Linked DNA regions of Mus musculus: regions 1, 2, 3, 5 and 6 are each linked to region 4. Evidence: chromatin contacts called from public Hi-C and promoter capture Hi-C data. All regions are on one chromosome and are shown on one strand. Each heading gives the region's core, a stretch centred on a gene start, on an enhancer-like site or on the middle of the called end of the contact. The rest is flanking DNA. Distances are from core to core; before and after follow the strand shown. Region 1 holds the start of Cstf3 (cleavage stimulation factor, 3' pre-RNA, subunit 3). Region 2 holds the start of 2310047K21Rik (a long non-coding RNA gene). Region 3 overlaps Ldlrad3 (low density lipoprotein receptor class A domain containing 3). Region 4 holds the start of Pdhx (pyruvate dehydrogenase complex, component X). Region 5 has its middle 34 kb from the start of Commd9. Region 6 overlaps Ldlrad3 (low density lipoprotein receptor class A domain containing 3).

The links. Promoter capture Hi-C pulls out the DNA fragments that hold promoters and counts their contacts. A called contact is a pair of places that touch in the nucleus more often than the background predicts. Capture Hi-C pulls out chosen DNA fragments and counts their contacts.
Region 1: a contact with region 4 is called in a promoter capture Hi-C map of liver, with 4 times the contacts expected there. The contact joins the promoter of Cstf3 here to the promoter of Pdhx in region 4. A contact is called at or near these places in 1 of 484 Hi-C or Micro-C datasets (CD4 T cells) and 2 of 9 other capture datasets (liver and pancreatic islet).
Region 2: a contact with region 4 is called in a promoter capture Hi-C map of liver, with 2.7 times the contacts expected there. The contact joins the promoter of 2310047K21Rik here to the promoter of Pdhx in region 4. A contact is called at or near these places in 2 of 39 promoter capture datasets (liver and pre-B cells) and 1 of 484 Hi-C or Micro-C datasets (muscle stem cells).
Region 3: a promoter capture Hi-C map of hippocampal neurons shows a contact between it and region 4, with 4 times the contacts expected there. The contact joins the enhancer-like site here to the promoter of Pdhx in region 4. A contact is called at or near these places in 6 of 39 promoter capture datasets (the 3T3-L1 cell line, 3T3-L1-derived adipocytes, the C10 cell line and 3 more), 1 of 15 datasets of contacts at CTCF or cohesin (large pre-B cells), 1 of 484 Hi-C or Micro-C datasets (CD4 T cells), 2 of 115 datasets of contacts at active chromatin or transcription factors (astrocytes and epiblast stem cells) and 2 of 9 other capture datasets (adipose tissue and liver).
Region 5: a contact with region 4 is called in a promoter capture Hi-C map of hippocampal neurons, with 4 times the contacts expected there. The contact joins the enhancer-like site here to the promoter of Pdhx in region 4. A contact is called at or near these places in 8 of 39 promoter capture datasets (the 3T3-L1 cell line, 3T3-L1-derived adipocytes, the C10 cell line and 5 more) and 1 of 9 other capture datasets (embryonic stem cells).
Region 6: a contact with region 4 is called in a Hi-C map of cortical neurons, with 2.6 times the contacts expected there. The contact joins the enhancer-like site here to the promoter of Pdhx in region 4. A contact is called at or near these places in 6 of 39 promoter capture datasets (the C10 cell line, cranial neural crest, frontonasal cranial neural crest and 3 more), 2 of 484 Hi-C or Micro-C datasets (the G1E-ER4 cell line and cortical neurons) and 3 of 115 datasets of contacts at active chromatin or transcription factors (astrocytes, fibro-adipogenic progenitors and large pre-B cells).

The regions. Positions count from the first base shown.
Region 1 is chr2:104,587,384-104,592,023 of GRCm38.p6, reverse strand. Cstf3 (cleavage stimulation factor, 3' pre-RNA, subunit 3) reads right to left here and starts at 1,540. Exons shown (of 21, transcript NM_145529.3): 1 at 1,322-1,540. The coding sequence starts at 1,348.
Region 2 is chr2:104,815,429-104,819,775 of GRCm38.p6, reverse strand. 2310047K21Rik (a long non-coding RNA gene) reads right to left here and starts at 2,854. Exons shown (of 3, transcript XR_003953885.1): 1 at 1,274-2,854. Qser1 (glutamine and serine rich 1) reads left to right here and starts at 3,080. Exons shown (of 12, transcript NM_001123327.2): 1 at 3,080-3,176. It overlaps Gm39898 (a long non-coding RNA gene), which reads right to left and starts at 945. Exons shown (of 2, transcript XR_866613.1): 1 at 906-945; 2 at 570-867.
Region 3 is chr2:101,981,745-101,986,017 of GRCm38.p6, reverse strand. The region is part of intron 4 of Ldlrad3 (low density lipoprotein receptor class A domain containing 3); the gene reads left to right. Among named protein-coding and RNA genes, the nearest start is that of Gm39888, 8.0 kb to the left of the region's middle. Within about 2 kb of position 1,972, at least 103 of the 459 cell types and tissues checked have an H3K27ac peak or open chromatin away from gene starts, as enhancers often do. A contact at or near this core is called in 3T3-L1-derived adipocytes, astrocytes and hippocampal neurons, where this site is marked.
Region 4 is chr2:103,070,797-103,075,436 of GRCm38.p6, reverse strand. Pdhx (pyruvate dehydrogenase complex, component X) reads left to right here and starts at 1,924. Exons shown (of 11, transcript NM_175094.5): 1 at 1,924-2,147. The coding sequence starts at 1,988. It overlaps Apip (APAF1 interacting protein), which reads right to left and starts at 1,762. Exons shown (of 7, transcript NM_019735.4): 1 at 1,596-1,762. The coding sequence starts at 1,649.
Region 5 is chr2:101,918,180-101,922,513 of GRCm38.p6, reverse strand. No RefSeq gene overlaps it. Among named protein-coding and RNA genes, the nearest start is that of Commd9, 34 kb to the right of the region's middle. Within about 2 kb of position 2,228, at least 16 of the 459 cell types and tissues checked have an H3K27ac peak or open chromatin away from gene starts, as enhancers often do. A contact at or near this core is called in hippocampal neurons, where this site is marked.
Region 6 is chr2:102,050,341-102,055,092 of GRCm38.p6, reverse strand. The region is part of intron 4 of Ldlrad3 (low density lipoprotein receptor class A domain containing 3); the gene reads left to right. Among named protein-coding and RNA genes, the nearest start is that of Gm39888, 61 kb to the right of the region's middle. Within about 2 kb of position 1,957, at least 94 of the 459 cell types and tissues checked have an H3K27ac peak or open chromatin away from gene starts, as enhancers often do. A contact at or near this core is called in cortical neurons and hippocampal neurons, where this site is marked.

The DNA of each region.
Region 1 (4,640 bases), core at 291-2,790, 1.5 Mb before region 4:
TAAAACCCGCATAGTTCTAAAACAAAAGCATGGCAAATTTTTGTCTTTACAAATTTATATAAAACAGTGAATTTCAGACACATCCAATGAAACCTCAACACCACTCCTTCACTTTCAGAAAATAAAAATGCCAGCCCGGTAAGAGTAGAGTAAAATAAACAGTTTTAGAAAAATAGTTCAAAGACACTGCATTCGTGGGCACCCTGACTTTAGATAAAATGCAAAAGCACTGCCAAGACTTGGAATTAAATTGGTCCTCAAGCGTTTCAGTCACCAAAGTAATTAAGTTCTAATTTGCCTACACTTCATTAACATACAGTCCTATTTTACCTCATCTGTCAACCTCCAATAATTTCTATTTTATTAGCTGGGGATTTGGGAAAAAGAAAAGAAATAAAAATACAAGCGTATTTCATTGCTATAGCAATAAGAAATTTAGGACTTTGTTTTCTTTTAAAACTAAATATACGTGGATCAAGATCAAAACACACACCTTTCAAAAACTCAGTTTTGTTTTTTACAGTAAAAGCCAAACACTAGCCTACAAAATTTAGGATATAAAAGAGCAAAAGAACCAAACATGGAGATGGACGCCTGGAGGCCAAGGAAGCAATCCTGTCAGAAGGTCCTGCCTAGTCAGGGCTACACTGTGAAAACCTATCCAAAACAAACAAACAGCCAAACAGCAAAAGGGTGAGATCTCCTATCTAAAAGTCCCATTTGTAAAATACTTATGTATCATTCATATCTAACCATCCAAACAGATGGTGCCTACAGTGACTAAAGCACATTTCGAGTTTTCAGTTTACCAAATTCTGCAATGTTTGCGTGGTCGTAAAAGCAAAAATAAAGTGTTCCTAAACGAGAGGGGAAGAAAGCGAATCCACAAAATTCCCCCAAAGCTCGGAAGAGCCGTGGCTCTTTTTACCTTCGCTCTCTCGGGGGCCGAATTTTCCAGACTGATTTCGTTATTTCTGGGGACAGAGGACTGGGGGGCAGACGAGGAAAACACTGCCAGCGCAGATACACGTTAGAACAATCTGGGACTACCGGAACACTAAAGTGGTATGAAATACACCGTCCCGACCGAAGAAACTGCAATGGCCAGGGCGAAGCGACGTCTCTGCCATTGTCTAAGTCCCATACTTATTCGTACGAACGCCACAGAGAAGCCCAAACCTGGGAGACTTCGGGGGATGCGCTCCCGATCCCCGGGCTCACTAGCTCTTCAGGGCCCTTGCTCACGCGAACGGGGTGCTCGCACCCACAGGGCTAGAGAGAGAAGAGGTCGCCACGAGGCCCCACCGCTCCCGTTCCTCACCTGCTCCGCGGCTGCGTCTCCTGACATGGCCTCGGGGGACTACAACGTACGCACCAGCCGGCAAAGGGAAGCTAGAAAAGGAAAATTAAACTAAAGGCAAACCCCACCAAAACCAGGAACACTACCCCTGTCCCTCAGAGCCAAAGCCGCCGCCAAATCCGCTGCCGCCGCCGCCGCCGCCGCCGCCCACTCAGATTTGAATTAAAATGGCTGCGCCCCAGCCGGCAGAGGGGGTGTGAGGCGCTTCCGTATTCACTTCCGGGACAGTGGGCGGGGCTGAGGCTTAACTCCCGGATTATTGGAGGTGCACAAGCGCAGAGCGCTCCCAGAGGGCGGGCTCAGTGCGTGAGCTAACGTCACGCCCGGAACTGATGACGCCGCTGTCCAGATTTCCGAGGCCGGCCGGAAAGATCCACCCGATTGGCCTGGGAGCTCCCGCGCTTCTTGGAATTTCACGACTGAGTTGCAGAGCCGAGCTCCTCCCTGCTGAAGCCTGACTGCCAATCCGCTCTGTACAGGCAAACTGACCATTTTAGGGAATAGCGTTGAGAGTTAGTGAATACCTCTCGTGTTTCGGGAATAAGGAGTCTACTAACGCGTTCTGTACGTTTTCTTTTCTTGGGGAGGAGAGGAACACATCAAGTCTGTTTTTTGTTTTTTTGTTTTTTTGTTTTTTTGTTTTTTGTTTTTTTTTTTTTACTTTTGCTGTCACCGTTCACTATTAGACCGGGGATTTTAGTTTAGCGTCTCACCACGATCTCTTATCTGCAAAATTGCGTTGATAGTGGCGAAGGAATGTTGCTTTGCATCCAGACTTCTCACCTACTATAGAGGAGTAGACTGGGCAATTTGCATTATCTGCGTCTCTGTTTCCTTGCCTAAAGATAGGAATAGCAACAGCAGCTAAGATTTAACTTAAAAGGTAAAAGCTCTTATTTGGCTTACGAGTAACCAGGAGGTTATTGAGCGGTGGTGGCACAAGTCTTTAATCACAGTACTCGGGAGACAGAGGCTGGATGGATCTCTGAGGGCAGCCTGGTGTGTAGAGCCCACGGACGAGGGCCATACAATGAGATGCATATATCTTTTTAAGCAAATAGATGCATGAATCAAATGTACATATATTGAGTCACTGCAACATTTGATAATGGAGTCTGAATATTTCAGAAGTCTCCCTCAATGGGGCGTTACTCTTTTAAACTGTTGCTGATGTGACTGACTTAGAAAAATATCCACAATGAGCCAGGATGGTTCAAAGAGTGGAGGTGCTTGCCGTGATGGCCAAAAAACTTGAGTTTGATCCTGGCATCCAATGAGTTGACAGGATAGAACCGACTCCAGGAAGTTATTCCTTGACCTCCACACATGCACTATGGCTTGCAAACTCCTGCACTTACAAACACACAGGCACTCACAAGATAAATATATAAATCTAAAAATAGCCACAAAATTAAGCCAGAAATATAAAATAGCTTATGTGTATATATGTGTGCATGTGTGTGTGCACGCCTATGCGTGCGTGTATTCATCAAAACATTTAAAGAGGTTATTGTTAATGTCACAGATGCAAGGAGAAAGACCACCAACCCAAATCATGATCAAGTTAATTAAAGCAAGACTTTTTTTTTTTTTTTTTTTTTTCATGCACACAGGCTGTCTCTAAGGTCTGGGTCCAAGAGATCAGCCTTGGATGTGGGGAAGATACAGGTGTTTATAGTTCAAGAGTAGAGAGTTGTCAAATGGAAGATTTTGCAGGCAAATAAGAGAGGCTACGAAGCAGAACATAACAAGCTGGTCATAACCTGAAACAAAGTCATGGCTGCCAGGTGATAATAACAAGGTGGTCAAAAGAAGGTGATCATAACAGCAGGTGAGCACAATACACTTCTGAAACAAAGGTGCGGTTGCCAGGTGATCAGAACTAACCCCTGAAACAAAGGTGCGGTTGCCAGGTGATCAGAACTACCCCCTGAAACAAAGGTGCGGTTGCCATTTCCTGGAATAGGCCATATAAAACCATTAGTAGTTAAAATAATAGGTGAGGCATAGCCCAATCCGTGAGAAACAAAGATCCAATCTTAAACAGGAATGGCTTGTCTTTATTATAAGATGGCTTTCAAGTCTAAAATGGAGGCAGGCTGGTTTATGCTATCTCTAGGTTTTATGTTACATGTTGGGGGTGTTGTCTTTTTGTTGTTTCGGTTTTTGATTTTTTTTTTCTTGTTGTTGTTTTGTTTTTGTTTTGAGACAGAGTTCAACCTATGTAGTCCATGCTGGCCTCAAGCTCACTGAGATCTATTTATTTGCCTCTGCTTCATGAGTGCTGGGACTAAAGGCATGTGCCTCCACCACCCATCAGGTTTTGTCTATTTTAATTTTCTTTTTACATTTATTATTTGTTTTTGTGTGTTCAGCCAACCTATGGGAATCTGATCTCTCCTTTCAATGTAAATGCCTCTAGGATGAAACTCAGGTCGTCAGGCTTGATGGCTGTCATCATTACCCACTAAGTCCTTGCTGGTCCTTTGCATTTGTATTTGAGACAAGAGTCTCATGTAGCTTGAACTCCTTATTCTCTTGACTCCACTTGTAGAATAATGGGTCTGGAGGCATACCATTATATCTGTTAGATCACAGATGATCTTGCCAGACTACAAGAACCCACCATTCCGTATATCCTATCTAGTGCCTTAATTAATCCGATAAACTCAGAGACCTCTCCCCTATAAAGTCTACATTAATAATGAATTTCCTTTGGGTTGCTGCTGGATCAAGATCTTTGAGGCTCCTCAATGAAAGTAGTCAGCATTATTAAAAGACCTGATTACCTGAAATCCATCTCTGCATATTTATAGAGAACCTAGAAAGAATGTTACTTGAAACAACTCCCAAACTGAGCATGGTAGTACAAGCCTTTAATTCTGGTAATTAAGAGGCAGAGTTAGAGTCAGGCAGTGGTGGTTCATGCCTTTAATCCAAGAACTCAGGAAGCGAAGGCAGATGGATCTCTGAGTTCAAGGCCAGCTCTGGTCTACAGAGCAAGCTTCAAGACAGCCAGAAACTACATGGTGGAAGGAAGGAACCAACTTTTTCAAGTGGTCTTCTGACCTTCACATTTCCACCATGGTGCATGTGCAGCCACCCACTCACCTAAACAGATACACATGATAGATAGACAGACAGACTGACCTACCACTTCAGGAGATTAACATTTTTGGCATTTTTTGCTTTATATGCATGTATTTACAGGTGTATTTGTGGTTTTCTTTCCTTGTTTTGGGTTGGTTGTTAACTTTTTTTTTTTTTTTTTTTTTGGTTT
Region 2 (4,347 bases), core at 1,605-4,104, 1.7 Mb before region 4:
GACTGCACTTCCGAGGATCCTGAGTTCAAATTCCAGCAACCACATGGTGGCTCACAACCATCCGGAATGAGATCTGATGCCCTCTTCTGGGGTATCTGAAGGCAGCTACAGCGTACTTACATATAATAAATAAATAAATCTAAAATCTACTTTTCAAGGCTAGGAAGGTTAAGAGCACTGGATACTCTTCCAGAAGACTTGGGTTCTATTCCCAGCACCCACATAGCAGCTCAAAACTGCTTATAACTCTAATTCCAGGCAGTCAGATGCCCTCTTCTGGCCTCTCCTGACACCTGCATATACATGGTACCCTGACATGCAGGCAAAACATCCATGCAAGTAAAATAATAAAATAAAAGCCTTATTTTTTTTATTATTTACTTTTGGTTTTTCAAGACAAGGTTTCTCTGTGTAACAGCCCCTGGTTATCCTGAAACTAGCTTTGTAGACCAAGCTGGTCTTGAACTCACAGAGATCTGCTTGCTGGGGTTAAAGGCAAATACCACCACACTCAGACCCAAAAAGCAAATTAAAAAAAAAAACAAAAACCCTCTATTTTGTCATATTTATTTTTAATTATTTTGAAGTGCTGGGGATTCAACCCAGGGCATATGTTAGGTGAGAGTTTTCTCTGAGAGCTACATCATCACCACCACACACACAACTGGATTTCTTATTTAAAAACAAGAAAAGCAACGCTCATTCTAAACTTTTGATCCGGGAACAGGCTTGAACCGGCTTGGTTAGGCTTGAGTTGAAACAGACATGCAAAGCTTGCAGTGGTGGGGCACCTTGAAACAGACATGCAAAGCTTGCAGTGGTGGGGCACCTTGAAACAGACATGCAAAGCTTGCAGTGGTGGGGCACCTTGAAACAGACATGCAAAGCTTGCAGTGGTGGGGCACCCTTCTTAAGATCATTCATTCATTCAGGATGAGTTTAAAAGTCAAGGATACATGGCTTTACAACTTTAAAATATTTGCTTACCTGTATCAGAGTTCCACACTGTGCCCTATAAACATGTATACATATATAAAGTTATTTAGTAATGATATTCATAAGAACCTAACAGTTGAGAAAATACTCGTATTGTTTTTGGGTTAAACAAAACTTTATTCAGGAAGATATATGGAAATAAGAATATTATTTCAAATTACTACAATTTTTCCTTAATGTCTTTTCTCTGATTTCTGTGGTATAAACAAACTGCATACTGTTGTAAAGACTATAAAGGTTTTACTGCCACTTGTTTGGATTTAATCTGTAAACTCACCCTTCAATACTGGTTGTATCTCCAACTAAATTCTATAAAACATTTACAGCATACCACTCCGTTTCCCACACGTTCCACAGAGACAAAAATTTAGTGCTCACAAAAGTACTTATAAATATATTAGCTAGTTGTGAAGACTTGCTTCATTTAGACTCCAGATCACCAGTCTGCTGGAAGTAAATGTTGTAGAGGGAGGAGGATATTTGCCGTACTTCTCAGCTGGATCTGAGATTTGGCAAATTCCTTCCTCAAGGAAAACCACTTTCCAAAGATATCCTAGGTAAATGCTTAATGAGATTAACATAAAACTGGAAAGGTCTACTGCGTCCACACCTTCGAATTCATTTGTAAATTACCACTACTTTCTTTTCTTCCCCACCGGGGGACCAGGCTGCAAGAGTCACAGGTGCAGAAGGTTTTTCACTAAAAACAGCATAGAAACAAAAGAATGAAGGCGCCAGGAGGAAAACATAGTCTCAGAACAAAATCAGTCTCGGAGGGGATGGCAGATCTAATGGCAGGTATTACAGAAGTTTAGATAGTCACCAGAGATAGAGAGTATCAGCTCTATTAGGTCTTCCGTTACGCCTGTCTGATTGGCTTAAACCTTTGTGCTAGTCTTTATCTTGAGAGATCTCTTTGCTAAGCACGTGATAGGTGTTAAGCCAATATTGATTTTTTTTAAAAGGAGAGATAGTCATTAAATCTAAGCTTCACGGTTAGTTTTAACTTTCAACTTATGGATCACAAGCCAAACGATTCATATGATCCCTGAATTTCATTACTCATAAGGAGAAACAGTTCGGGTAGGCACGACCTCAAAGTCATCAAATTACTCACACCACACAGCTTAGAAGTCCGATAAGGCAATGTTTGGGTAGAGTCTTGCAGAGATTAAACATCTTGAGCAGAGAGCCCCAACAAAGTGCATAGTGAGTTCGAATGTATTGTAATTAAAGTCATCCAGATGGTAGTTGGACTAATCAATGATGAGGCGGTATTTATCTTGGGATAGAAGATTCTGAACTCCAGAGTAAGAAAATCCCCAAGGTGGGGGGTGGGGACAGTTAATAAGTGCCCCTGGGAAAGGCCCATTCAGCTAGGGCTGCAAAATTCGTTTGAATTTGAATCAATTTGAATAGAAATCTCCCCCAGGAAGCAGGAACCAGATCCTCTAAGCCCAGCAAACTTTGGGCAGGAAGCGAGTACTGCAAAGCAACAGTCCCTTGTCTGTGGTTTGGGGCGCAGAGAAAGAAATCACAAGCGGGAATCGAGTGTTTGAGTTCCTTCAAAGAACCCGGGAGCGCAGAGTAACGAACTCCAGGCACAGTGCTGGCAAGCCCTCTCCTGTCCGCACCCATGCGGGTGCTCCGGCGCGTAGGCCTTCTCTTCACCGCTAGGGCGTCCACGGAGCAGCCCTCGTCCGGCCCGGCTCCCGAATCCGCAGCCAGCAGCGCGGGGCGCCGAGGGGGGCGGGGCGACGAGCGGGCGGAGGGCGCGGGAGGTGCATCCTGGGAAATCCAACAACATGGGGCGCCCGGGCTGCGGGCGCTGTGGCCGCCTCGCGTCCCGGCCGCAGGCGCCGCCGCTCTCCTGACGTCCGAGCCGAGGCCCGCCCGCCGCAGCCCGGTTCCCCCGCCCAGGCGCCCCCGCCCCCCGGCCGCGCCATGTGAGGGGCAGCTCCCGCCACCGCCTCTTCCTCCCCGCGCCTCCCGCCCGCCCCCGCCGCCTCAGCCCCCGCCATGGACGCGCACTACGCGCCCGCGGGCTTCGCTGAGCCTCCCGCGCCCCCCGCCAGCGCCGCCACGCAGCCCGCTGCCCCCGCCTGGGCCTACGAAGCCCGGGTCCCGGCCGCCGCCTCCAGCCCCAGCTGCAGCGGCAGCAGTCCCAGCCTCAAGGCCAGGTAGAGAGGGTGGGCGCGGGGTCTCACTGGGCCAGGAAAGGCCGCGGATGCGCCGGGGCCTGTGCCCGCCCCTCTCGGGGGCCCAGGCCGGGTGGGGAGCCTTCGAGGCGCCCTTCTTTGCTCCCGGGAGAGGCGGTGGACAACTCCTGGCGGGTGGTCCCGGCTGGGAGGGGGCGCATGGTGCAGGATTCGCTCCTGGGGCGGGTCGGGGCGTGGGGCAGAAAGGGAAGGTTGGGTGGGATGGAGGGGCGCAGTCACCTCTCGGTGCTGGACTCCCACATGGTAAAGTTTAAGCTCCGGGCTGACCTCGGTATCTGGGGAACCGGGACTGACTCCGCGGGGAGGCCTAAAGGGGCGCCGCGGAGTCCTGGGCAGTGACATTCCATTGTATTGGAATCTGGGTGGCCGACAATGTGGTGTTGGGGGCTTCGGCAGTGTGAAGGTGAGGGCGGTGGCAGGGCATGACGAGGAGCGGGGCCGTGTCGCTGACACTGGGGGTCCTGGGATGACTGGGCTGCAAGAGAACCCCCAGGGCGGGACACGAATGCAAAGCAGGGGCTGGGTGACATATGTTTATAGTGATGTAGTGTTCCACGCGTTCAAAGTTGCTTTTGGGTTTCCTCTGCTTTTAACAACGGCAGGAAGTCAAGATTCCCTCTTGGCTTTCAGTGTCTGGGGGTGACTGAGTTTTGGGAAGCGTTGAGGGCTGGTGGTCAAAGAAGGCTCTAGAGGTCGAAGACCCAAAGCATGCTTCTCCGTCTCCACTTCATTGTATAGTGCGGCTCTCCAGCATGGGCAGTAGACCCCAAAATGGGGACTCCTGTTTGCTATTTAAGCTCGCGAGAAATGTGTAGCAGTACTACACTTTGAAATGGTCACATTCGAATGATAACTGGAAGGCGTGGTCTGGCTTTGGGAGCGGGGTACTTTTTAAAAACCGCCTCCCCTAAACAATACTCGATCTAGTAGGTATAGCTTCTGACCCAAGAACAGGGAAATCCTGGCTGGTAATGACTTCATCCTCAGCTACCAACAGGAAGCCTTGTACCTATGTGATCTCACCAGGTTTCTAAACGATTTAAACGACACGAGTGAACTTTTTATTTCACTTTACACATTCTAATTACCTTTGTTTTTATGAAAGTGCCGCATTCATGATTTAGAATAGATG
Region 3 (4,273 bases), core at 723-3,222, 1.1 Mb after region 4:
TGTGTGAAAAACCTGCACATACACTCCACACACATGGGCAGGACACACACACACAGAGTGAGTGAGTGAGAGAGAGAGAGAGAGAGAGAGAGAGAGAGAGAGAGAGAGAGAGAGAATAACATCTTGAAAGACATAGACCAGAAACTGAAGCTCTAAGAGATAACTGCAAAGTTGCAATAAAAGCACGATGCTCTCTTCCTTTTTAACTCAGAGAGATTTTAGCATAGTAAAAGTTCTGGGGACCAATTTGAAATTATGTTCCAGAAAGTACAAGATCTCATAGGCATAGGAAATAAGAGAGAAACATAAGAGAAACCAAGGACCTGGTTAGTAGATTTACATCCAAATAACAGGAAATTCTAGAAAGCAATTGAAAACCATTTCCCGCAAACTAAAAGAACAGTGCTTTTTAGCTAGAAAGGGAATGGCCATAAACCATGCTAAGCACATCGTCATGAAACTTCAGAGCCCCGACGGGAAGACAGAAACCCAAAAGTGTCTGGAGAGGACATTAAAGAGCAAAAGCATAAGTAAGAAACAGGTATGGAGAAGATACAAAACTCAAATGGCACCATGCATTTTAACAACATTGGGTATAAGATCGGCCCCAAGCAAAGACTTCTGTCTTAGATGCTATGCAATAAAGAGCTTCTCAGAAATGATAGAAAGAGGCCCTCCAAAGATCTACTAAAACTGCGGGTGTAAATGAAGCGAGAGCTACTGGGCATGGGGATCTGGAGGTTCAAAACTAGGTGGAGCGGACAGGGACAACCAGGGTGGATGCTGGGCAGCAGGTCTGTGGGATCCCAGGTCCAGAGCTAGGGGTAGGTTCCTGTGTAAAGCAATTGATGGGATATTTATGTACACACACACACACACACACACCAGTTCTCACAACAAAGTGAATAAAAGATAAGTGATTCTTGAGCCAATTATAATAAGTAGCCATGGCCCAGAAACACAGATCCAGGCTGCTACAAATACCACATTCCAACAAGGTATCAGTTTCATGATGATTTTATAGTTTGGCAGTAATCGTAACTCAGAACAACTTTTTTACACATTTAGGTATTTTACATGTGTGCGTGCACATGGTACCTCTGAAGGCTAGAAGAGGGCATCAGATCTTTAGAGTCATGGAATTCCTGAGCCACCATGTGGGTGCTGGGAGTTGAGCCATAGTCCTCTAGAACAGTGCTTCCTAATCTTTCTAAACGCTGTGACCCTTTAATAGGGTTCCTTATGCTGTGATGACCCACAACCATAAAATTATGTTGTTGCTAATTTATTAGTGTAATTTTGCTACTATTATGGAACATAAATGTAATTATCTGTGTTTTCCCTTGGTCTTAGGCTACCTCTTCATAAGGGTCCTTCTACTACTCCAGAGGGGTCACGACCCACACAGGTTAAAAGCCACTGCTCTAGACTAGCTGCCAGTGCATTTCCCACTGAGTAGTCTCTCCAGCTCTCTGGATATCCTTTAAATACACCGGTGGACCATCAAGGAGGCAGTTAGACAGCAAGCCGGGCTAATCGCAATTTAGCTTTGGGCTTTTGGAAGACTGGGGTCTGTTCATAAATTCCAAATGGATTTATGCAATAGTCACAAGGATCTTAGTCACACACAGAGGTAGGCAATACATGGCTCTCTAGGTGAGCTAAACATACCCAGTATACTTTGACTTTGTGCCTAGAACATTCCAAATCTCCATGATCATTGAAATTGTAAACAGTCAGTCCTGCGGTGTCTAATGTAGGTACAACTTTTCCTGGGAATTTCACTTGATTGACACGTAACGGCTTAAAGTACACAGCAGAGGAGGCTGACAAAGCTGGAGGCGAGGTTGCCTCTGGATTCATGAGAGATACATAGGATACTAAAAAAAAATGTTCTCCCAGAAGTAAAGTCTTGAAGCTATACTACTAGACTATGAGTCACTCATAATGCCTCCTTGCCAGAGATAACAAAAGCAATGGGTATCAAGAGTATATGTAACCAGGAACTTAAGGAGCATGCGCATGCCGAGGGCAGGGATGGTGATGAGTGTCAGCTAAATCCTCATCTTCCACAGTGGGGAGACAGTGGGTAATTCCTAACAAGGGTGAATCAAAGAGAAGCAATATAAGCTAAGTACTTAGAGACAGCCTAAGATCCATCTCACTAAAATTGGGGGAAATGTTTGCTTCTAGAGAGAGTCAGAGAATGTTGTTAACTTTCATCAAGCTCCACACAGCTCTTAGTCTCTTTAAATTGTGCACACATGTGACTTGTTTAAAAAAAAAAAAAAAAAGAATCCCAAAAATGCGCTGGTGAGAGCCAGGGCCACAGGCTGAGGCCACGCGCACACTGAGCTGTGCGAGAAACGGCTCTTTCAAGTATTCTCAGCCATGCAACAGATGGTCTGGGCGCGCCGAACCTCTCTGCACCCAGCTCTCGGCTTTGGAGCCTCTGCAGCAGTGGAAGGACAGATGCAGGGGTGACATTTCAGAAGCCTGTGACCTGACTTTTTTTTTCTCTGCAGAGTAACTGCAGAATGAGCCATTTATTGAAAAATCTTATTCTGAACATTTTGGTCAACCACAAAGCTGAGGAGGCGGCAGAGGTGCCATCCCAATGGGTCCGGGTCACATGCAGGCATCACAAGGGCCCTTTGTGGGCTAAGCTATAATGTAACCCAGGTCTTCAAAGCAAAGCCACATGGTGCCTATCTGAGGAGCCAGATAGGATCGATTCTCTTTTCTCCTGCTCTCTCAGACGGCTGGGATTCAATCCAGGGGTGTGGGTGGCAACACAGTCCTCTCCAAGCTGCAAATGCAGACTGTGTTTCCTAAACCAGCTGCCTGGCACCCTGTGGTGGATTAGCAGCGCCCCCTTTCCTAGATGAGGTCTCAGGCTTGTGGCCAGCTACCAAGACTGCAGAGCTCCCACTACGATCTCTGTCTGGTGCCTCTGAGCATTGACTGTGCAACCAGACCAAACTGCATTCATAGGCCCAACTTGATACTTAGCAAGCCTCTGTTCTTTCTTCTTTAAAATGGGGTGAGGCTGCATCCCTGGGGTTGTGGTGAACATCCTGTGAGCTGATGTGCATGTGTTTCTGATCCCAGCATCTGCGCCCAGTGGCAACTGGGTTGGGCAGAAAATTGTTACTTCCTTGCTTTAAAACCTCCATACCCTGTGTCTCCTTTGGGGTCCACTTCCTTCTTGCCTGGCCACTCTCTTTCTGCTAGAACTCATGTCACATTCAGCCATCAGAGAGTTTTACTCCCAAATATTGCTTTTATCCCTGCCCATCCCTGCTGGGGAACGCTCTGGGGTTATAAGACTAAATTCTACAGCCTGTTATTTAAGACCCGGTACCACTACCTCTTGCCTTTTCTCTATCTACTGTGTCCAAGCAGGAACCTTCTTTTCTCTTCCACGTAAGTCGCTGCTGCCTCTGCCTGCTGCTTACTGTCATAGTCCCCTCCCCCAAAGTCCTCTTTAAAGTATCACTTAAGAACTGGCGTGGAATAAGACCCACTTTCTTCAAAAGCTTCCATGACACTTCCACCTTATTCAGGCCTTTCTACCTCCATGGCTTTTCTCGCTAAAGTCAGCTCAGGCCTCTTGCAGTTTCCCTGGCCAGCAAAGCCCCTGTGCGCTGTGGCAAAGGTCTTCAGGATCTGCAACACTGGTGGACTTGGATTCAAGCCCGACCTCTGCAACTTCCCATACTGAGAGATCCCATGAATTACAGTATTTTTTTTTTGCTCAGTGTTGTAATTGGCCTATAGGGAAGGGAAGTTGTAAACTATAAATGTTGTCATCAAGAGATAACACCAGAAGTTGGTATAAATAACTCACAGATGAGGCTGGAGAGATGGCTCAGCGGTTAAGAGCATCGGCTGCTCATCCTAGAGGACCTGAGTTCAGTTCCTAGTGCCTACCTGGCAGCTCACAACTCCGTATATTGCAGTTCCAGGGCATCTGCTGCTCTTTTTTTTTTTTTTTTTTTTTTTGGCATTCACATGTGGTGCATAGCTGTATATGCAAACACAACACCATACTGTAAAGTGATAAAAAATAGAGGCCTGGCTTGCCTTAAAAAAAATCACTCCACACACCACCATCACATCTGGCTTTTAGGTGATTAAATGTGTCTCTCCCGCTTTGCTTCCCTCTGTGTCATCAGCTACTCGTGACATTAGAAACCTCTTAGTGTTGAGCTGCCTCTGTTTCAGTCCGTGTATGTCAGGCCAGGCTGTGGCATTAGATAGGCCCAAGACT
Region 4 (4,640 bases), core at 675-3,174:
ACGTTAACAAAAAAAAAAAAAGTAGTAAGGGGTTCACGTTGGCTAGTTTTATGTCAACTGGGCACAAGCTGTGGTCATCTGAGAGGCAGAAACTTCGGTTGAAAAAAAATGCCTCCATGAGATGGGCTGAAGGCATGCCTATAGAGGAGTTTCACAGTGATTGATGAGGGAGGACTCTGCTCGTTGTAAGTGGTGCCACCCTGAACTGGTGGTCCTGAGTTCAGGCTGAGCAAGCCAGAGGGAGCAAGCCAGTAAGCAGCACCCCTCTATGCATCTGTATCAGTTCCTGCCTCCAGGTTCCTGCTCGCCTGTACTCCTGTCCGGACTTCCTTCTATGATGAGCAGTGAAGTAGAAGTAGAAGCAACATAAACCCTTTCCTCCCCAAGTTGCTTTCTTTGGTCATGGTGTTTCACCACAGCAATAGTGACCCCCCACCCCCCAACACAGACCAAAGTCGTTTATTTGATCTGCACAACACTTAGAACTCAAGCCAACATTTTTGAATCAGGAAATTTCACACAGAATATGACTTTCTAAGTGTCCCTCAAAAAAGCAGAATTTGACACTGCGTCTATACCTCCAAACAGCAAGAAGAGGCTAGAGACATGTAATGAGATCTCTAGTTGAGGTATATGGTGGTCCTAGAGTTTTCTTTGTGGTTTCCTCAAAATATGGGCCAATCTAAAATGCTAGGTATTCAAAAGTCTTTGACAAATCACCATCTGAAACCACCCACTTCTCCTTCTATACTTGAAAAACATCTTCAGCTTCTTTTTTGTATGTGGCTATTTTCTGTCTTGATAAATTCAATCACAGCTCTTGAATCACAGGTTATTTTGCTGATCTGGCACAACACTTAGTATGAAAAAAAAATCTGTATTTCTATGATGACCGTCACCAAGATTTACTAATAAGGGATGACAAACATGTCTGCTATCAATGCACCTTGATTCTGATACATTGCTTCTACTTTCCTCGTTCTCCATATATAGGGATGGCCACCAGGGACCTGTGTCCTATATGCAAAATCTCCCTTTCAGTCGTGCCTAATTTCAAGGTTTATAAAGAATTTGTGAAAAGCCACTTATTCCAAGACAATAATAGTTCAGATGCTCTGCATTAAATATTTCCTGTTTTATTTTAAATTGAGACCCCTTGGCTAGACGAAAGGTTAGTAAAGATATAATTTTGTGGACTTCCCCTGAGTCTTCTGCAGGGCTTATCAGTTAGTATCGAAGCTGTTTATTCTTCTAGTTCGCTAGTTCACCATTTTCTTAGCACTAGAAGGCATTTCATAAGCCTGCGTCCTGTTTAACTGAAAGAAAACCCATGTTGCCCCAGGGCCCATTTTCCTTAAAGAAGAATCATTTCCAAGAGCTCCCACCTCATAACGTCAAGTAAGATAGGCAAGGACAACTGCCCAAAAGAGTGCCCTTTGGGGTGCCTGACAATTCCGGTAGAGCAGTCCTACTAGCACAGAGGGGCCTCTGACTTTCGCGGACTGGGTTAGGAATTAGCCGCCTAGAGCTCCTGGCCGAAGCCCCACCCCGCGGCCCGTGACCCCACCTCGCCTGCTGTAGACCGCCGTCCTTACCTGCGCGCCACACGGCCGCGAGCAACAGTCTCCTTGAGCTTGACAGCCAGACATGGTTCTGACTCTGCTCCGTTATCTGTCCCGCGCTCGTTCCAAGTCTGAGCGGCCGGCAGAACGCTATTAGGCGACAGAGCGGGCAGCCTGGGGGCGGAGCAAGAGTGAGAGGCGGAGTCTGAGGGGGACCTCGTCCCTTTGGAGAATCTGCGGCGGCGCAAACCGGCCGGTGGGCGTGCCCGTGAAGGTTGGAGGCGGTGTTAGAAGGACTAGTCCTCCAGTCCAAGGCGGGGAGCGTGCGCTGTGGGCGGGGCCAGCCCATGCAAGGCGGGGCCTGGACGGGCCTTGAGGCCGCCAATCTAGTTGACTTGCGAGCTTTCCCGGAGAAAGCCGGGAAGATGGCGGCCTCCTGGAGGCTTCACTGTAACCAGCCGCTGCTTCGGTACCTTCTGGGATTTAGCAGCCGTCGAAGCCTGGGACTGGCTCAGGGTGCTGCTGCTTGGCCTGTCGACCGTGGAGCAAGTTGGAGGTGGTTTCACAGTACTCAGCTGCTGCAGGGTGAGTGGCTTGCGCTCGCTCCACTTCTCTCTTTAGCTGAGCAATGGGGCCTGGGTCAGGGGCTTTCTTGATTGGGGACACGGTTTGTGAGGTTAAGTGCGGACTCTTCCTGTTCCTTTCAACCTCCCCCAGAAACGGGCCTGCTGACTTAGCCTATGGCATGCGGCAAAAGAACTGTCTTCAGACTTGGGAGAGCATGGTTCCGTCCTTGGCCTGCCTTCAGGGCTACATGGCTTCTCTGTGACCTTGCTTTAGAATTTGAGAAATTTCGATGTCACCTAGGGAGGGTCTGTTTTAAATCCCTCTATTTTAGACCCTTATCAATCACATGTCAAATTTCTTTAATTTTACCATTCCTCTCTAATGTAATATAGCTGCCCATACATTCAAAGCCACTATTACCCATACTGATTCATTCAAAGGACCTGTCCCTATTGGAAAACTTTAAATCTTACTGCACTTAATGTATGCAGCATACAAGACTTAACTTAGAAAATACAGAATCACAGACATTGCTAGAATGTTTCAAGTAAAATATGTGGCATGAAATTCATACAGCCTATTACATAAAATTGTTCTTAAGCAGTGATATTGAACTCGGAGATATACCCACTGTCCTTCCGTTATTTAACATACAGCATATAAAATGGCAGACCTGGCATTATTCTTCCTTACGTGTATGAATATGGGCTGGGGGTTAGGATGGGGGCACAGAAAACAGTTTTAGAAACCATTAGACATTTAAGTAATCATTCTTACCACCACCTGGTACAGTAGGCCTAGCCCACACTTTCTGAGCTGTCTGAGGCCACAAAACAAAACAAAAAAAAAGAAAAAGAAAAACAATAAAATCCGTGTGCTGAGATTTCTAAAGAGGGGCTAATAGGGACAATTTACCTAAGTCATTTTTGGAGTAATGTTTAATAAATACTTCCTGGATATTGTCTTTAACTGTATAGTATATAATATTTTCTCTGCCTGGTCCTCATTTGTTAAAACTGAACTTGCCTACACTTAGCAGAAACTCTGACTCAGGAATCTGCACCTTATACTGTTGTGAGTTTAATGGAGCACACTTTTGAGACTCCCTGCCTCAAAACATCGAGGAATATGAAAGCTTAGATTGGGAAAAATACCTGTGAAATGGCCTATCCTTGCTTGTGAGGTCTTTTTGAGAGTGTGAATTTCCTAAACTCTGTTTAAAAAGGAAAGAGTGTGTGTTCTTAGACACAAAAAATGAGTAGTTTCCAAGATTTTTCTTAGAGTCAGCTGCTTCTGCCTTTAGAAATTCACATGGATAGTTTTCATCTGCTAAGTCTTGGCATTTTACCTGGACTTATCCTCTACCTCCGGGTAGATACCTTGAACACCTTGTCTGTCGGCATCATTTGTAGGAAGATGGTGCTGAATCCCAAGGCAAACTGAGTAGTTTTATTATCACTACCCACTATCCACTTAAAGTACACATTCATTGTCTTAAAGCTTTTGGGGTCAGAAGTATAAAATGAATCTCACTAGGCTAAAGTCAAGGCGTCTAGCCAGGATTGTCTTCTTTGGAGGTTCTAGTAGGCAATCTGTTTCCTTGTTTTGTTTTGTTTTAGTTTGTTTGTTTGTTTGTTTGTTTTTGCTTTTTTTTTTCCATCCAAAGCCTTCTCAGATTTGTGGGCTCTTAGTTCCTGTCTCTCCTCCAGCTCAGTAACAGCGAGTCTAGTATTGAGCACACTTGTATCTCTCCACACTTCCTCCTACCTCGCTTCCATCGAGAGGATGAAGTCTTGTTGCTATGTTGGGCCCAGCAGGATAATGGATTTTTCCCCATCTCAGGATCAGTTGATAACAACCTCCATCCACGTTCATCTTAATTCTGTCTTGTTCTGTGAGATAGCATATTTGTAGATTTCGGACATTATGACAGAGACCTCCAATAGAGGCATTATGCTACATGTGGAGCCCGAATCTTTCTACCAACTCTTACCAATACGATTTTGTTAAGCTACTTGAATACATTAATTATTTTAGAAAACATGAACTTAGAGGGTTGGCTTTCTTTTTTTTTTTTTTTTTTTCATCCTCGTACTTTAATAAAACTAAGCTGGTTTTTGTATCATCAGAGACTGAATTAGGTGCATTTAGTGAACCCACTTCTCTTTCACATACTTATGTAGGATTTTAAAATCTGTAAATTTGGAAGTACTCTTGTTTTGTTTTCCCTAAAGGGGATTTGTTGGCTGCCTTTGGGAGTTATGGCATGGGCTGTGTGCTTAACACTTCTTAGAATTTTTTATTGAGTTCTAACGATCTAAAACTTCGGTATTATTGCTGTTTATTTGTGTAAAACTACAAAAGTTCAGAAAAGTGAAGCCTTGCAGCTGTGTTTTAAGTGCACTAATCAGTGCTCTGTGTATTTATGCTTAACAAATCCCTTCTTTCAGTTTTTCAACTGAAATGTTTATTGAGAAAGCAGTGTTACTTATCTCTTGCCTGATTTCGTAA
Region 5 (4,334 bases), core at 979-3,478, 1.2 Mb after region 4:
TTACGCCCAGGCTTCCCACAGCTATGCCTTACTTCTTCCTCTACTCCTCCCACACTGAAGAGGAGCCACCTTCTCCCTCTTCTCACTTCCTTAAGATGAATGTTTTACTATGGTGACTTCTGACCTTCCTAGCTCCTGGTCTTCCTAGCCATTGCCTATTGCTTTTGCTCTGTGCAGAGCAATACTCCTTTCTATCGTGCCCCATGAAGACAGGGTATGTGCCTGTTGTGTGGACTTTCATATGCCTATTAATGCCTTGACCATTTTTTAAAATAAGTCATTAACCTGGGTCTTTCTCTGAGCATTCCATCTGATTTCTTTTCCTTCAGTCACCCCACCATGCTCCAACCCATTATGGCCACGGTCGTGAACTGTCTAGCAGGGCCACCAAGGATAAAGAATTCCCAGCAAGTATTTGGCCATCTCCAAAAGATTGAGGCACAGTTTTAGATGGGGTCTCCTCAGTCCAAACAGGCTACAGGGAGTAGATTCTGACATGACCCCAGTGCTTCCCAGATCCTAATATCCATGGCACTGTGCATGCCCTTCTCTTTGGATGTAGGATGGACTCATGACTCGCTCCTAATCAGTAGAATATAGAAAAAGTCATGGGGTATCACTTCATGATTGGGTCAAAGGGCAATGCCCTCTGACTAGTTGGTTCTCTCTCTCTGTCTGTCTCTATCTCTCTGTGTGTCTCTCTGTCTCTATCTGTCTCTCTTCTTGCATTATATATATCTGAAGGACAGAGCTGTCTGGCAAGGAGTTGTGGGTAACCTGTAAACGACTGTTGGAAATGGAATCTAAGTGTCACATGAATGAAAATATTCCCCAAAAGTCTTCAGATGTGGCTGCCACCTTGATTTTAGCCTTTGAGAGACCTGAGACAGAAGTCCTGATTGAACTATCTGGATTCCTGATTGACAATTACCATGTGGCTTAGTCAGGGTTTCTATTCCTGCACAAAACATCACGACCAAGAATCAAGTTGGGGAGGAAAGGGTTTATTCAGCTTACACTTCCATACTGCTGTTCATCACCAAAGGAAGTCAGGATTGGAACTCAAGCAGGTCAGGAAGCAGGAGCTGATGCAGAGGCCATGGAGGGATGTTCTTTACTGGCTTGCTTCCCCTGGCTTGCTCAGCCTGCTCTCTTATAGATGCTGAGGCCATGGAGGGACATTACTTACTGGCTTGCTTCCCCTGGATTGCTCAGACTGCTCTCTTATAGAACCCAAGGCTACCAGCCCAGAGATGGCACCACCCACAAGGGGCCCTCCCCACTTAATCACTAATTGAGAAAATGCCTTACAGCTGGATCTCATGGAGGCATTCCCTCAACTGAAGCTCCTTTCTCTGTGATAACTCCAGCTTGTATCAAGTTGACACACAAAACCAGCCAGTACACCATGAGATAATAAATATGTTCCTTTTGAGTCATTAAGTTCTGAGGCAACCTGTTATGTGTCCATAGATGACTGTACACAGCCAAATGAAATATCACCTCAATGTTATTTCTTCTGCTTCCTTAAACATTCAGGCCGGCCCTCCTGGGCTGAGCATTCACAGTGACAGAGCCAACACATCCTTCAGACTTTGTGTTTCAAGGTCCGAAATCAATCGGAAGCTTCACTATATCTCTTTGAAAGGCTTCCTGGCTTGAACATGTTTTCCAGATAGAGGCCAAATCCTGGACCTCTAAAGACATGTAATGCCAATCTTTGGAGCTGAGGTGGCATTACCTTGAGAGATGGTGACAAAGATTCCTGAAAGTGACCTAGGGCTCTCAGATGAAATGATGGCTATTAATCATCCTGATAATGAGGGGAATGGCTTATATTTTGGACAAATGTGGCTACCAGGTCCTATGTTTGAGCCTTTTCCAGTGGGCTAGCAAAGTGTTGTTGTTTTAATATATCCCAAGCTCCTGACATTGAATGAAAGTGGACCCTGCAGAGAGCTCTGGACCCCTCTGACCCTCAGCTAGAGCTAAGACATAGTATGCTAGTAAGGGATGGGGAAGAAACTGGGCCTTTTTCCAGTCTCCCCAAGATCCATGGTTTCCTAGGCAACATTAAACACCCAGCTGAGGCCCTAAACAGAAGCAAAACAAATCAGCTCCCTGAAAGAATGTCTACACTGCTACCATCCCACAAATTATGTGGCTTTGCAGAGGATAGCTGGGAAACCCACGACAGAAGAGACAAAGAACTGAGGCTTGTATTCTCCCACAAGCTGCTGCTGCTGGGGGCTGGGAGAGGGAGAAGGAAATAGAGGGGTTACCTAGGCACCTTCAGTCCAACCTCAGGGAAGGCGGAACAGCTCCTCCCTCAGGGCCTCAGAGTTCTGTATGTTGAGACAGCCTCTCCTTCTCATCCCCTGGCTGCTGCAGGCCAGAGAACAGTCACCACGCTCTGTGAACCACAGGTTCTGCCACATAGGCTAAATCCAGGAAACTGCCAGGGGGTGTCTGGGGCAGTCAAAGCTCTTGACCTTGGGCTGCAGTCTTCCTTTAGGGTATGGGATCCAGTGAGTCTGGGTGGAGAAAGGCCCTAAGGAAGCTTGAGGGGGGTGGGGAGAAAAGAAAAGTTGCTGTGGGGTCTGAGAGGCTTGGGACTGAATCCAGCTTCAGATACCTGCACCGTGAGCTTGGGTATATTTCCTGATATACCTTTCAAGTCTCAGTGTCCCCATCTAAACATGTCCGGTAGTTTACTTCCTGTGTGTCTACCTTGTACGGTTCAGCAGGTCAAGTGAGATACTTGTCTTGAACCCAGATTTAGGGGAGCGCCAGAAAATTCAGTAACCAGAATAATTATTATTCCAATTATATAATAGATGCATGTATGCATGTGCATGTGGTATAAATATGTGTTCTTGTGAGCGTGTGCACATGCAAGTGTGTATATATGTATGTGCATATAGAGACTTAAGATCTGAGTTGGTGTCCTCTTTGATTGGTCTCCATGTTATTTTTGAGACAGGGTCTCTCTCTAAACCTAGGGCTCTTTGGTTGGGGTAAACTGGCTGACCAATGAGCGCCTATCCCTGTCCCCTTCCCGAGATAATGAGCTCCAGAGGTTTGTCTATCCCCGTCCCCTTCCCCAGACTTGAGGTTATAAATACAAAGCTGTACCTGGCTTTCAAGTGTTCTCTTGCTTATGTGCCACACAGTATACTAACCAAGCCATCTCCCCCAGGATTTTTAGTGCAATATATTTAAAACTCTATATTAGTAAAAAAAAAAAATTGATGACAGAAAAAAATACCACAAGGTATTGTCTGCTCAATAAGTGCTTGTGGACCATTAGCAGACTTTGGATTTTCAGCAGGCTCAGAAGGCATGAAGGGCCTTTGCTGGCCAGCCTTGGCCCAAGTTCAACTTTATCATCCTGATTTACACTAACTAGTACAATGATTAGCTGAATACATAGAGAGAGCCTATAGACCCATCTGATCCTGTCATTTCTACTCCTCATCCCTGTCCCCTTGGATATGTTATTCTGCCAATCTAGGCCTCAGAGTACTTATGTGTAGATTAGGGAACAAACACTATCTCTACCAAAGGGTTTTACAACACAAGATACCTGACCCATAGCCCATGCTCAGTCGCCATGGCTGTCATTATAGCCTCATTTACCGGGCATCAGGATAACATGAATTTTTTTTCTTCTGGCTGAGAAGAGATGAAACAGGCTGGCATCCTATCACTGCCTCTGTGATAGGATGCATCTGGCCAGCTTTCTTGTTAATCAAATATGCAGCTGGCTTGGGAGCTGCTGCCCAGGAGCTGCTGCCTGGAGCGACCTTTGCCGCTGTGTCTGCTGCCATCTGGATATCAGAGGGAACATACAGAGGGGGTTGGGGCAAAGCAGGAACAGCTGAAGCACAGGGCCTAGAGAGTCCAGGTCTCAACTTGTTTGTAGCACAGGAGTTTGAGATGCACAGGTTTGGCAACGAAATAGCACCCCTACGTTTTTTCCTTCACATTCACGGAGTGGGGGCTTTGGTTCAGTTTGGATCAATCATCTGTTCTGATGACTGAGCTGTCCAGTCTGAGGATAGCTGAAGATGCAAAGAACTCCAAGAGGGCAAAGAAAACATATTCTAAAATATTTTGGAGTGGGTATTTTCCTTTTTATGCTTTCGACAAAAACTGGCAGTAGGCAACAGTGTTCATTTGTCTATTTAGTAGGATACAGGCCTACACTAAGAGCCAGGAGGATTGGCTGGTAGGACAGAGGAGCTACTCAATGGCAGAATGTAGGCTTCTACAATTTTTACAGTGTTGGAAAACACCTGGGGAGCTCATTATAAAACAGAATTCTGGGCAGG
Region 6 (4,752 bases), core at 708-3,207, 1.0 Mb after region 4:
TTTCTGCATCCCTCCTAGGTTCTCTCCCTGCTCAAATGAGCCTGGATTACTCAAGAGTGCACTTTGTGCGCTCTAAATGTGAACTACCAGGGCTCCATACAGTGTCTCCCTGAAGCATCTCAGAGACTTCTTGACTGCACATAATGCACACTCATGTCTTATGGCATCATCATTGGTTACAATGCTCTGGGAAGTCGGCTCAGTTGACTCTGTGTCCTGAAACATCAGTTGATGTGGGAAAAAAATATATTTTACATTGTTTATTTAGAAGAAATGAATAAATATGACTTCAAGGTAAGAACATGGGTTGTTCAAAATGCTTTTCTCCTCCTCTGAGTAGGTTGAAGCCAGCCTCCATCCCATCATGGATCCTCTGTGAGGAGCTGGAGCCAGGGTGGCCATCAGAGTGCATTGCAGTGACTTTGTGGTGGGGTCAGGTTTTGTCAGGGCTTCATTGATTGACAGCATAGTCTGCTGTAGGTCCTTTCAGAGGGTACCTTTGGGCAGCATCACTGTGACTGTCCTATGCTTGGGATCTAGGATACTGTGTATCTTAGATACAGCAGCAGCTGCTATGCAGATGATGGGCGTGAACATCATTCAGGTGACCTTGAAAATTCTACCTGAATGTGGCTTTGGTGTCTAGTGATGACACCTTCTGACACTTGTGCCTGTGTGTAATCCCACCTCTTTGTCTGTGATCTGGATGGTTTGACTAGTCCCTCCCTCCCTCCTGTCTAGAAAAATGCATAAAATTGACTATCTTAACTTTTGAAAGTACTTTTTAAAGTTCAGTGGCAGAAATTACTCTTTCCATTATGCAGCCAATTGCTAGAACTTTCACATCTTGAAATTCTGAATGCACTTAAGAAACAAAGAAAAAAAGTGTTCCCTCTCTGCTCCACCCCATAACCCTGGTAACTGCTTTTCCACTTTCTATCTTGGTTGCTTTGGAGGTTTTGGGGACTTGTAGAGGAGAATCAAATATCGTGACTTTATTGTAAGATGCTTAGTTCAACTTAGCATGTCATCAAGTTCATCTATTTTATAACATGTAGGCAATTTCCTTCCTGTGAAAGACTGAATAATATTCCATTTTATTGTTGATATATCACGTTTGATTTCTCTGTCAGCAAACACGTTTGGCCCCTCCCCCCTTTGACTATTGTGAATACTGCTGTGTGAGAACATATGTACAAATTATGACCTGGTTTTAAGCAAAAGAAATTCAGCAAACAGGTTGGGTGTCATTTCTAGGAACAGGCCATGAATAGATAGCCCTTCCCTCTCACTCTGTGTTGCTTGCTCTGACAAAAGCCACTTTCCATGTTGTGAGTTGCAGTGTTGCAGAGACTGCTGGGACAGGGAGCCGAGGAAGGACTCTGACGTAAAGCCAGGAAGGAATTGAGGCCCACCAGCGGCCTCAGGTGAGGCTGGAGGGAGAGCCTCCTCTCAAGGAGGCTCCAGTGGTTTCGTATTCTAGTCCCAGGTCATGGTGACCAGTCAGGGCTTTGGGAGGGACCATAAGGACTTTATAGGGAGAGAACATTCTGGGGTTCAAGCTTGGTGTCAGGGACCTTTGTCCCATTCACGTGGTTCTGCTCTGTTCTAACCCCTCCCCCTTCACCCCAGGACCTTGTGCTCTTCTGGCCCACTTTCTCGATGAAGAACTAAAGACTACTTAGACCAAGTGCATACTGCAAGTGAGTAGGGAGCTAAGGTGTGAACTTGAGTTGAGGCAGTGCTCCTTCTCCTGACCCTGCCCACACCACCCTGTCCGCCTCTGCCCTCTGGTACTCTGGAACTCCAGGAAGCAGTCTAGCCCGAGCTGCAGAGAGCTAAATGGAAGGGGGAACTGTGATCCAGGGGAAGGGCACGGTCCTCCTCTTGGCTCTCACATGTATGCTTCCTCAAGGATAGTACCACACTGATGAGCTGGCTCTCCACCCCTCGAGCATTTTCGAAGTGTGTTCTGCCAGTGAGTCACCCTAGCAGGGAGTTGGTTGGCAGTGTTGCGCCTGCCAGAGCAGCTTCCTTTCCTTGCTGTGCTCTGGCGATAAGACTTCAGGAGAATGGCAGGCTGTGAGAGCTTTGGCACCTTACCAGAGCCAGAAATGATGCTTTGTGCTGTTTCTTTTGCAGGTCTGTGTGTGTGTGTGTGTGTGTGTGTGTGTGTGTGTGTGTGTGTGTGTGTGTGCGCGCGCGCGCGCGCGCACGAGCCTGTGTGCGTGTCAGGGAGGGACAGAGAGAGTTGGAACTTAGAAATTACATACTAGGATCTTGCTCTCTTTTTGAGTTACATTTTTTTCTCCTCAAAATTCATTTCTCACAATCTGGACCCTGCCTCCAGGTCCACAGAACATGTCCATATTTAAGAGCAGGGTCCTTGACGATATAATTAGTAGGAAGAGGTCCCATTAGGATAGGGTGGGCCGCTGATGTGACCGTGTCTTTATTGTAGTGGGATTTGGGGTCTCAGAAACACACACTCAGGGAGAACATTGTATGACATAAAAACAGAAGAGGAGGATGCCTGCAGCACAGATGGCCAAGAAACCACAGATGGCCAGGGAGGGATGTGGAACCGACTGTCCTCACAGCCCTCAGAGGAAAGCCCTCGGCCAGCACCTTAATCTTGGACTTATGGTCTCCCACATTGTGAGACAATAGATTTTTACTGATGAACACCCCACCCCACAAGTCGGCCTTACCATAACAAACTGATATACCATTACCATAAGTCCTACCCAACCAACTTCTTCAGCCCCCAAGAAATGACCCCTAATTAAAGCATAGCCACACCTTCTGTGGGACACCAGATGTGGTGACAGAAATGTGAAGGTCTGGAGAGTCATCAGACAGGCCAAGTGACATGACCCTGAGGAGACGGGAGGTCCTGGGGCTGCTGAGAAAAGCTCTCTGGGGAGAGCACTGGTCTTGCCTCTGTGTGGGGGTGGTAGACTATGCTGAGCTTGAGGGACGCCTCTCATCTTGTATTTCAAGGGTCTCGTTTTCTATATCCGTGCTCCCCTTAGCTCCAGGCTTCTTAGCTCAGTCCCAAGTGGCTCTGTATAAAGTCACCCACCCCCTTTCAGACCCCTGGGACCTTGCACTTGTTTCTTAGCCCTCTCTAGGCCTCCTCTAGTTCTCTTCTGCTCCTGTGATAAGCACAACGCAAAGGAAGAAAGGGTTTATTTCATCTTACATCTGCAGGTCCATCTTTGAGGGAAGTCAGGGCAGGATCCTGAAGTAGAAACCATTGGCTTGTTCTCATGGTTCACCCTAAGAGCTGTCATTTGGCTAATGGTGAAATTTAGAGCTTGGTATTTGTCCCATGGGCCACCTCCACTGTCCACCATGTGGTAGACTGAATTATCATTCTCAGTTCTTTGCTCTTTAAGAGCCTTTTTACTGTTAGCAGAATGGCCAAAGAAAATGCCTCTGTTAATGTCCTCTGCTTACTTTGGCCAGTGGAACATTGGGTGACATAGAGAGACCCAAGGCAGTTGGCGTGCTTGCTAAGGTGTGGGGTCCCTTGCATTGGAATGTTGCCCAGATTATTAAAACCCCCAAAGGGAGAACACAGAGCAAGTGGTTTTTCGGGCCTGAGGCCAGGCAGAGACTCACAGTAGTGGAAGCCTGGCAAAGGCTGCTCACTGCATGGCGACAGGAAAGAGAAGGATGACAGAAGGGAAGAGTTTAGGTATATCTTTCACAAGCTAAGCTTGCTTCTGTTGGCACACTTTCTCCAGTTAACCCCGTACTGCACCCCGATCCTCACCTGCACCCCCATCTTCCCCTGCACCCTCCCCCCAGTTTCTTTGTTCAATCTGGATAGGTCAGAGTTCCTATGATCTAACCATCTCTAAAAATGCCCTCACAAACATGCTCGGGTGTGTGCTGTGGGAACTCTCTCACTGTCCCTTATCCAGTCAGCTTCACCATCACATGAAGGGGCTAACGGTGAGAAGAGTTGGGCCAGTGTTTTCAGGGAGGAAGTCAAGCCATAATCACTGAGACAGCGAAAAGCTGGACGAGAGCATCAAAGGCGGCGAGTAGGCTGTGCGGGCCACGAAGGGCTATCAGTCGGGCGGGGTGGGGCGGGGTGGGGGTGGAGGCTCTGTGAGTAACTGGCCAGGTGTGCTTGGTCTCTGTATGACCTCAAGCCTCTCACCAGCCTGCATCATTGAGAACAAAAGACACACTTTGGGGGAAGACCTTTGCTGCTTGTCACCAAACAGATCCAAGCTACCAAGGCACTAAGGATAATTCCTACGGATGCTGTGAGGGGCTTGGGGTGGGAGAGGTGCTCATGCTAGCCTAGTGCTTGCAAGCAGGGATGACAAAGAGCTTTCTATGAAGGAAAGGTTTGCTAGAAATAACCCAGACTGTCACCGCAGCTGGCGTTTGATGGGTGGATATTATTTATCCTAAGACTTGTTGCTGTCCTGTGATGTCAAGAACTTCCTTTGAGGGCTCCTAAGGAAAAAGTCATCCTCTTAAAGAATTCATTTAGCTTTAGTTAGAATAAAACTGCCAGAGGTCCATTTAGCAGGAGGAATAAGGAAGCTCTTTTTTTTTTTTTTTTTTTTTTAAATCTTTGGTGCTTTTAATTTAAGAATTTGAAATCCCAGCTGGGCTGGGAAAGACAGAAAATGCTGACTTCATTGGAAGAAACAGAAGGAGGCTGGAGCGGCTGATTGCCGACTTTCTGTACCCATGGGCTTTTCTTCCTGGTAATTGAGTGTTTGC